Regions from separate parts of the Zea mays genome. Here region 2 is linked to region 1. A link is a contact called in public Hi-C data. All regions are on one chromosome and are shown on one strand. The core of a region is the stretch at or near the end of the contact, and the rest is flanking DNA. Distances in the headings are between cores, read along the strand shown.

Region 1 (5,114 bases), core at 1,485-3,984:
CATGCTCTAGTTAAATCTTGCAAGTGTTGATCAAGAGATGGTGTGAAACATTTTTTAATGAGGAGAACTAAAACTTTTTAAACATAATGGGAAAACTATTTCGCTTAAATGTCAACTTGTTTTAAAAAATGTACACGAGTAGTGTTAATCATGTCTCATATAGCACATGACATAAACATGAACCTTTTTGGTCTTATGAAAAATTGTAGATTGTTTGGAATCAAAATGCCACATAAAATGAGGAGCTCCAGCTTGTTTTAATTGTTTTACCCAAGTTAGTCAAAACATGTGATGTCAAACCTTGCATTCATGCTTAAATAACTCTAGATTCACTCTATAATAAAAATTAGTAGGGTTTATGTTTCAAAAATACGAGAAAGTACCTAAAACATCTAAAACCCTAGTACACCCCCTTTCTTGATCCTCATGTAACTCCAAGTGTTGTCGACCGTAAAGCTATCTCTAGCAGAAGTTGCATGCGGATGCGTATTTGAACGATCATTGTACGAATGCAAGAGCGCAAACGAGAGGACGTTTCCTGCAGAGCGTGTAACAGACGTGACGCAGAGGAGATAAAAACCATGGATTTGGACTATGGGGAGGTTAAGCACATTTTTCACATCATCATTCATGATCTGCTGGAACAGATAGACAATTGCTTGCGAGCACGTAAAAGGTAAAATGCACATATATTTGTCCGCTTGGGACTTTTGCTAGAGATAGTTTAAGGAAGAGCAAGGGCCACAAAGAAAGAAGAAAGAGTAGATGGTAAAAGATACACATTACATGCCCTTTCTCTCACGTGATGTTACATAAATAATTATTTTAAAATTTTGAAAAGTAGGTTTGTAATGACATGCTTGAAATTACCCAGGCTATCTCTAAGAGCATCTCCACTAATCCAAAAAAACTCCAAAAATTAATTTAAAATGTTAGTAATAAAAAAATTACGCTCCCACAACTTCTTAAATAAGGTCCAAATATACCATTTTTCTAAATATTTTTATTTAATCTCTAAACTTAGACATTTGCTTCGCACTTTCAATAGCCTATATCGCCCATTAATCACATTGTGAAATAACTTATCTGTCATTATTGAATTTGCATCCGCGCATAAATAATGCACTTTAAATGATTTAAGTTGTAGAAATGTTAAATTTATCATCAGGTTAGTATAATTTAAAAATATTTAACGACCTAAAATTAAAAATTGTTAGAGGCTAGCAACTTGATAAATCAGTTTTTAAAGAGTTTTTTTAACTCTTATATTCAAACTTTACTATATAGTACTATCTCTGTTCTTAAATATTTATCACTCGCTAGTTTATTTTTGAGTCAAAACGATAAAGGGAGTACTGTACTAGAACGGTCTTAACAAAAAAATATGTTTACATCCTAGCGACGAGGAAATTTTTGCCATTATAAAACACGGCACATTTAGTTTCGTAGAAATGGAGACGTTGGGGAAAGATTCGACGATATAAAAATACACAGGAACGCGTAGCCGACAAAATAGACTCAAAATCTTTATTAGCCACCGAGGAGAACAATTAAACTTCCTCGCCGTCGGTGCTTAGGCCCACCGTCCAAATCAGGTGGCCTCGCCGCGGGCGGTGGTTGCGCGGGCTCTGCCGGTTCCTCGGGCTCTTTGCTCCACCGGAGGCTCTGCCGGTGCCTCGGGCTCTTTGCTCCACCGGAGACTAGGGCCTCGTACGGGATGCTGGAGGCTGGGACGTCACCGAGCAGCTCGACGGGAAAGCTTCTACATCTGCTTCTCTCGTCCCCTCCGCCACGCCGAGGTGGCGGAACATCGTCTATCCTATATTCGCATGTAGGAATCAATCATCCGAGCTCAAATCAACCAACAGCACCTATGCTCCTCGTGACATCATCCCCTGGAGATGGTACGCTGCAGCTCCTCTCCCGCTGCACAAAACTTGTTCATGTCCATCGTCCCTCGTCCCTCTCCTCCAGACCACGCCCAAATCACCACGATTCTACACTGTTCCAGACCACTTCCCGAAGTCGAATTTCCCCGAGCACAACTCGTTTCCAAATTCCAATCGCTCGAAACCCAGTGTAAATTTCATTTTTTATGGCGTGTTCGGTTAGCTCTCAATCCATGTGTATTGAGTGAGATTGGATGAGTTTTAATCCCAAAAAGTCTAACTTCTTCTCATTTTTTTTTCAATCTCATCCAATCCATATGTATTGGGAATAACCGAACAAGCCCTTACATGGAAATTGACACCGTCATTTTTTTACCGTACGTCATATAAAGAGCCAAATTTACATCGAATATCAAATAGAAAAGACTTATATTTTGGGGAACATATCTATTGCTCAAAGGGGTACGGTGTTCAAGTGCACTTTTTAAATTTGATATATTCATCTCACATCCAGCGGCTGCAGTTAATTTGATTAAGAACCCTCCCACCAAGTGAAGAAGGTGAAAGAGATTGTTTGTAAAATTGGTGCTTCTGTTAGATTAGATGTTGGATGGACGTTCCAGATTTAAAATGTGTACGTGAGTACCGTACCTCTTTGAGCACCGGATACGATTACGTGAGATGTGAGATGAATGCATCAGATTTAAAAAGTGCACTTGAAACTGTACCTGTTTGAGTACCAGATATGTTATATGTGTATTTCCATGTCATTGAATCCCTCCTCAACATCTTCGTTTCGACGAAGTCGAATGTGTCGTGTTTTATAATGTCAAAAATCTCAGCGACGAGGGGCAACAGTTTTCTCGAAGAAGGGAAGGCAGCCTCTTCCTCGTCGCCGGCGACGTCACCCTCAGCGGCTATCAGGGATGCCGGTCAGGGTGGTAGATACCGCCACGCCTTCCTCCCAGCCCTCCCCAGGTTCCCTTACCCTCCTCGCATCCTCCATCTCCAATAAATACGCTATGCGCATCAGGTCCGCTTTATACGATCAGGTCTAGATCTTATCGGATTATCGTTTTTTTTTGTTGCCTGGGCGTGATGTGATTTCGTTGGATTACTGTTGGAAGCTATTTTTTCTGATCTAGATTGGCCTAAAAGCAACTCCAAGAAGGAGTTCTAAACTTGAGCCTTAAAATTTGTATTAGGACCTTTTGATTTATTTAGGATCTCCAACAACCAGGCCTTAAAATCAGGATACCCAGCTGGGATCCTTACCCAGCTTCCATCTTCTCTGCACGAGGCAACGCGCTTTTTTCTAGCATATCCTTCTCGTCAGCTACGCATTCGTTCGCAATCGGCCGCATGAGGCCCACATCATCCTTCCTCAAGGGCTGCACAGTTAAGCGCGACGGCTGCACACGGCTGCAAGGTACAGCTCGACGGCTGCTGGTAGGGGCATCACCGCATCATCCCTGCACGGTAGGCTCTTGACCCCTGCACAATACGGCTGGAGGGCTACGAGACGAGTGGTGGCGGAGTCTGCTCGCTGGAGGTTGGGCGCGTGGACGAGGTGAATAGTTCATTTAGAACCTGCTGCAGATTTGCAACAAGTAAGCAGTGTGTTGATCAAGTGTATTTTGCATTGTAACCGTTATATGATGCGATATATGATAGCTTAGAAATAATATTTTATATTGCCATATGTGCACTGCAGAAACATGTATGCAACTAGGAGATCTATGATCCATCTCGAAGATGAAGAATTAGATGATGAACTTGACCACCTCATGCTTCTCATGATGGGTGAATATCGGAAGAGGAAGCATAAGCAGCGAAAGAAGCATCGAGGTTCAGTTTTTGGACACAAGGTTTACAATCAAAATAGAGATGAACACGGTATGAAATTATACCTTGACTATTTTGCTGAGCACCCAACATATCCTGAGAAGATGTTCCGACGCCGTTTTCTAATGAGTTCCTCTCTTTTCAAACGGATAGCTAAAGCTGTTGAACAACATACCTCTAGATTCTTGTCGAATTGCATCTATGGCAGTGTTTAGCGAGGAGCTTCACGACCCTTTCGTGGCTGTTCCGGCTTTCTTTGATCCATGCGATGGAGTTTGACGACGGAAGAGATGGGCTTGCCGGCAGGTGGGAGCAGGGCGCGCCGACGAGATGGCAGCCCTGTGCGCCAACGAGGGACGAACGTGGCCGGGAGGAAGCGCACAAACTCTGGAGGGCAGCCTTGTTCACCGATGAGTGACGGCCGTGGACGGAGAGACGAGACGTGCGGGCATCGGTGCGCGGTGGCGAGTCACCAAGATGAGCGGAGAGGTGGGGAGCACGGGAAATGCGCCGGCGGCTCATGTCTGTGGGCAGAGATGCCGTGGCCCCGACATATGGCGGCTGCGGATCAGGGGCGCAGAAGCCCTATCACTGAAGGGAGATGAGGATTTCCTGAACGGTTTGGTAGTTGAGATACTAGAATAGGACCTCTGTACGAGGTTGTATATTTAGGACCTTTAGGTTGGAGTCCTATATAAATTTGATTATTGTTGGAAGCTATTTTTAGTCCTCAACCCTTTAATTTAAGATAAGGCCCAGTTTAGCACCTTTGTTGGAGTTGCTCTAAGTTACCTTGAGTTTGACTGGCTGCAGTTTGATCCTTTCTATCAGCTAAATTACTGTGTCCAAAACTTAAGCGTCAGCTGGGGGTAGTCAGCAGTGAGTCTTGATGCTTTTGAGCCTTGGAATTTTTTTTTGCGTTTTGGTTCCAAATTCAGTTGGAAGCTTCTCCCTGATAACGTAGTGTTGCTAATATTTGCATGTGTTTGATCATTCATGTGTAATGACAGTGCTCGGCGTCCGAAATCATGGTCCGTTACTCATGAGATTGTGACTTGAGTGTGACAACATTTCTGCTCATGCTGTATTGTTTGCTGGTTCTTAGAAAACCAATTGTTGCCATGTTGATGGAAGTTCTAGTTAATCCGAAAACATATAGTGGTTTTTCCTTATGGGAATCTAATTAGTTTTTGTAGAATTTATTAACATGAATTTTCCTTTCTTTTTTTCCTTTTCAGTTACAACTGCTTCGGTGATGCTTTTCTAAGTTCAATAGTTTGACATGTCATACTCATTACAATATTCGTTGCAGGGCAAGAAGCAAATACTGGACACCCATCTCCTCCTAGCTGTTCACTCTTAAGTGCTGGAAGAGTAAGT
Region 2 (5,114 bases), core at 1,228-3,727, 530 kb after region 1:
CAACTAGCTCGACGCTGGTTTTGCAAGTCTGTTGTTGCTGCGCAAAAATGTCGTTAGAGGGAGTGTCGTGACACCGACGGCTGTATGGTATCTTTTGTTACCCTAAGGGCATCTGCTACCGTATAGGTTGATTTGAGTATGCTTGTGACTTGCGAGCGCTTGGACCAATCCTTGTCAGTAGTCAGACTTGTAAAACAAAACTCCTTCCTTCTTAATGAAATACGGGCTCCAACCTGCTCGTGAAAAAATATTCAAACACATTTGGCCAATATCTGGAAGTAAATTAACCCTATGCTACAGGTCTAAAAGTTGAGGGCAGAGCACCACACCACCAGGTTGCCATATAGCAGCTCAGCAACCCATGTTAGTAGCATTTGATGCAAAAAATATATATATATTGTACGGCACAACCAACCATACATTATGAGATACTCTCAAGTCTCACCCAACCACATGACAGCAATGAACATGCCAACCCTCTTGAGTGGTCCAACATGAACAATAACTTCTTGTATGTGCCACCTCATTAGGACAGACCCAGTGCTAGGGGCTCCCGCATGAATGGGGTCTGGAAAAGGGATAAACCGAGGCTAACTTTCCTCCGCAAATATGGAGAGGCTGCTCCGAACCCACGACATGGCATGGTGACTTAGTGAGACAGCTCTCACCGTTGCACCATGTCTGTTGTCTGCCCTTCATTATGGAAAGTAAATAGACTAGCATGCTGATCTACTAATCTGCAGTGTACAACTGAGAAGGCGGTGCCTATGAATGTGACAATGAATGCCATAAGGGCACAAGGCACCTCTTAAATTGTCATCACAGACGTGGCTAAAATGTGATAATTCAAGAAGGTTAGCATAGAGATTAGAATCCCAGTGGCACTTGGAGCTTGAAATATATTGGAGGAATGCAGATTCCAGAAACAGTTTCGGGTTCCGTCAAGTAATAGGCTAATAGCAAGAAAGTTTTGACTATATGTATCCCTGAGGCACAGACATATTAAGGAGCATATTCGTGCAAACTGAAAAGTACATACTTTTCTGTCTAAATATGTTTTTTGTCAAAAAACAACCATGCTTACATACTTTGAATTAAACCATAATAAATGTAATAAACGTTGACTGAATGCAGTATGGATGTTATTTGCAAATAATATTAAAAGGCCAATAACATGTCCCAGAGACAACTTCTAGATACTGCTCAACTATCTTCCTGTTCCCATCTAAATAAATTATCCCTTGATATATTTTTTTCACAGATCATGTCAGATAAATGTATTTTGACAAAAAGGAAATAAAAAAACACAAAGGGTGTGAGTTGATGCTGATGGCCAACTCCTTCCTACCTAAACAGATCCTAACGACCTGCAGCACTGAAACCCCAAAATAAATCCCTGCCAAACAGGGCAAACAAGGAGGGCAAGCAATCAAAACGAACCCAGGTTGACTAGAGTCATTGACATGTGGTCATATGGACCGAATTGCAAACACTAGATACTGCTGCAGCCTAGAGGATAAAAAACACACAAATTGCATACCACACCCAAAGGCACTAGTCGTGGCCTTTTAGCACATACATGGAATTCAGGAGAGCAAGATAAACCTGCGACATCACACAAGCATGGGCTGCACTGCAGTTTCATACTGGCCACGCAAGCACTAAAGTTCAGGATTTGCTAGCAAAGTTTGCAGCTACAATTCTCAGGACAAGACGTATAGAAAAGAGGCAATCAAACAGCTCTGTTAGGCGTTAGCAAAGCAGCGCCGAAATGTTTGCAAAGGTCGTTTACTGGTGCAAATGAAAGATAAAAGCGGCCCACAGATTCCCGCTTGCTGAATGACTCTCGCACACCGCACGCTGTAAACACCCCCCGTGTTCGGTCCTTAACTCCAGAACACACGCGTGTTTCTTTGTTGGTTGGTTGCTGCAAGGCATGGATGAATGGAATACGGAAACTGCTGGGTAGTAGAAGCAAGTGCCGAAATGTAAGCAAGCAGGGAGGGAGTCCACTTACTCCTGGCATGGATGGCCTCCTGCAGGTCCGCGACCTTGGCCTGTAAAAAGGAACCCACGAATGAATATGAATCCAAGGTGAAACCTCTACGAGAGATCTCGAACCCCAGAGGAGAACCGAGCCTCCCCCGACGGCAATAAACCCAGCCCCCCGGAGCGAATCAAGAGGCGGCGGGCTGGCGAGCGGGCGGGAGGGAGCACAACGTACCGAGTCCTTGAGGTCGATGCCGCCCTTGACGACCTCCCGGCCGCTCCGGGACACGACCGTGACCTTCATCCTCCCGCCGACGGGAAGCCGCGGCAGCGAGGCGGCAGAGCGGGGAGAGAGACGACTAGATCGTCGAGTGGCTGCCTGCTGCCTGCGGCCGTGGATGCGGGGGAGAGGAGAGGAGAGGAGAGGAGACGGGGGCGGCGAGGGAGTGGACGGGCGGAGGCGGCGTATTTGATCCCGCGGCGGGGCGGGGGAGGGCAGCGTGCAGGTGGGGGGCGTTGGACCCACACCCACCGGAGTTATGTGGCTCAGCATCTTGATGTGGACCGTGTCCACGGCGCCCCACACTCTGAGCAGCAGCAGCATGGACAGCTGAGTAAAGAGGGCCTGCGCTGCGCAGCGTGATCTGGCCGCAGTTGGTTGGGGAGTAGCGCGGGCGGCCCAACGGCCCCCCAACGGTGAGCGACCTCCGTTCAGCTCGGCGGCTGACCCGACGATCATCCCGGGGCAGGGCCCACGGACGGACACGCTCTTGCCGTGCCGCTTCGTCGACCACAGCAGCGGCACCAGCATCAGGTAGAATTGTAGTAACATTCTTATCCTAAAACACACATTTTTCTTTGGAGAAGTAGCGATTTGTACTTAATGCTAGCAGTAGCCTTTAGATGATAGGCTGGTTGGCATTGGAGTACACGAGACAAGAACGAAGAAGAGGAGCATCCAAAGCTCATGGCAACTAAAACCGTCAAGAAGATCACTGGTTCGCTTGGATTTAAGTCGTAATGGATTCTATTGCTGTTATAGTGTTTTTATCTCTATAAATTACAAAAGTTGTAGCAGTCCAAATAGTTATCTTTAATCCAAAGCGAATAACACATTTCATAGTGATAAATGCAGGAGGTTGCAATTACAGAGATGGCTGAATTGGATAGCGGTAGCGGACTTCTCAATGTTTCTACGAGTGATGTTATCATCTGACCGGTTAAATTAATTAGTGTAGTTAAGGGGTAGAGGCGACCGACTTGGGGGTGTAACTCTTCTTGGCATATACTGTACTGTATGTCAGTATGTGTCACGATTATGTTCACTGTGGTTTTGTTCCATATAAGATGTAGGCACTAGTACATTTCTGTCGTTAGGAAAAAAAAAGGGAGCCCAAAACCCATGTGATGTTGACGGTGCACCCAAGTGCCCCTTTAATGCAGATCTCATAGTCTAAATTTTGATCACCTCTGTCTAGGCAGTTTGGGATATGCTCTGTTTCAGGATCCTTTTGCCTCAACGTTAGTCATCTTGCAATTGCAAAGCACTTATTCTGCCCTTGCTATCCTCAAGAATCAAGATTATTGGCTACGATCTACCAAATATTGACTGCAAGACACTTCTCTATTCTCTTTCAAAAAAAAGGCTCCAACAACCAGATGGAAGGTAGGCATTTATTATTCCCATATCATATCATGGTCATTAGGCTTGTAAATTGGCTCTCGAAGTATCTCTACTTCACATCTGCAGACCTGCTTACAATTCATGGAAAATGTTTACAGTATAATACTGTGTCCTTTTTAATGCATTGGCTTATTTGACAAGCATGTTTTTGTAGCTTCATGCCTACTCATATTGGATAAGTAGTGTAGAGACAAGTCACTAATGGAGGGTGTTTCAAGCGAAAAGAAACAAGCCCAGTGATACCTATTACCTGCTATGTTTTTTTTTGGTAAATCTAATTTGCAGTCTCTGTACTGGTCATGTGACAAGTGAATAAAAAAACTGTGTAATTTTCTTGCTTCTAATCTCACTGTACAGGGTTGGAGCTGTCTTGAAAATCTTGGGTGCTAGACACCTGTAATTGGCCTCAAATATCTTACACCAGCTTAATGCCTTAATCACGTTCTCAGATAACTCAGGACATGTTCTCGTTCACCGTTGCAACAGTATGGAGGCTTTACGAAATTCTTTTGACATCTGCATCTGTACCATCTTCGCTTTTCTCTCAGAATTCAGCTGGAAAAAAAACAGCTATTACTGTCGTGATCACAGGGTTACCGTGACCGAGTTGTAGAGATTGAGGAGGGCTGCCGACGGATAGAAGAAATTGCAGCTTTTCTCGGAGAGCTGAAAAAGAGAGGAAGAAAATAGAAAGGGCATGTTCATTCTGCTAAGCACACACGGATGGAATTGGCGCGGGCGGCGGGAAGGCAGTTGCGCAGCTGGAGGCTGCTGCAACAGTGGCAATAACTCCCGCTGCCCACCGGCTCACCTGTCCTTCATCCGCCCCGATCCGAACCCATTCAATTCCAAATTCACAACCCTGCCAGTGGTTGGCCCGCCGCTGCCAAATCGAATCGGACTCCGATCCGTGCAGCCCACCGGCGAGACGGCGAGACGCCGAAGCTAGCACACTTCATGCCATCTGTCTGACGTGATGCGTGTGGCCTCTCTGCTTTTACTGGATCCCTAGCCAGCTCAGGAGAAACTCAGAATAGTACTATAGCCAAGTCCATCCAGTCCTTTCGCGGCGTCTTCCTTGCTCACCGCGGCTCCGGCGATGTCGGCCGCCGGCTCGGCGGCTCTACCTCTCCGTCTACAACTGGGTCGTCTTCTCCGTCTACAACAGCCGCCATCATGGAGGTCAGCTGCTTCTTTTTCCTCGCACATTTTCGTTTAGTGGTACTTTGGTAGTGCACTTCAGTTTGCTCGGTCACAGTAAAACTGCAAACTTGGTTCAATGTTTTTTTTTTTTGCTTAGCTCATGAAGTCTGAATCTACCCTATTAGAATGATTACTGCTTTAAAGCTTAAGTAAGGATACTACAAGCAAAATTATCTTGTGGTTCTTGGTAGGAAGGACTGCTAATCGACTAGATTAATGTGTACCAAAAAAAAAGGTT

What was found. Hi-C and Micro-C count contacts between places; a contact is called where the count stands out from the background.
Region 2: a Hi-C map of ear shows a contact between it and region 1, with 2.0 times the contacts expected there. The contact joins the promoter of LOC100191179 here to the promoter of LOC100273651 in region 1. A contact is called at or near these places in 3 of 25 Hi-C or Micro-C datasets (ear, leaf and tassel).

The regions. Positions count from the first base shown.
Region 1 is chr8:14,508,748-14,513,861 of Zm-B73-REFERENCE-NAM-5.0, forward strand. It overlaps LOC100273651, which reads left to right and starts at 2,735. Exons shown (of 8, transcript NM_001279565.2): 1 at 2,735-2,867; 2 at 5,047-5,108. The coding sequence starts at 2,816.
Region 2 is chr8:15,034,769-15,039,882 of Zm-B73-REFERENCE-NAM-5.0, forward strand. It overlaps LOC100191179, which reads right to left and starts at 2,478. Exons shown (of 4, transcript NM_001136614.1): 1 at 2,225-2,478; 2 at 2,018-2,057. The coding sequence starts at 2,293. It overlaps LOC118473080 (a long non-coding RNA gene), which reads left to right and starts at 2,873. Exons shown (of 3, transcript XR_004851892.1): 1 at 2,873-3,655; 2 at 3,828-3,941; 3 at 4,031-4,113. LOC100383128 reads left to right here and starts at 4,682. Exons shown (of 17, transcript NM_001175794.1): 1 at 4,682-4,855.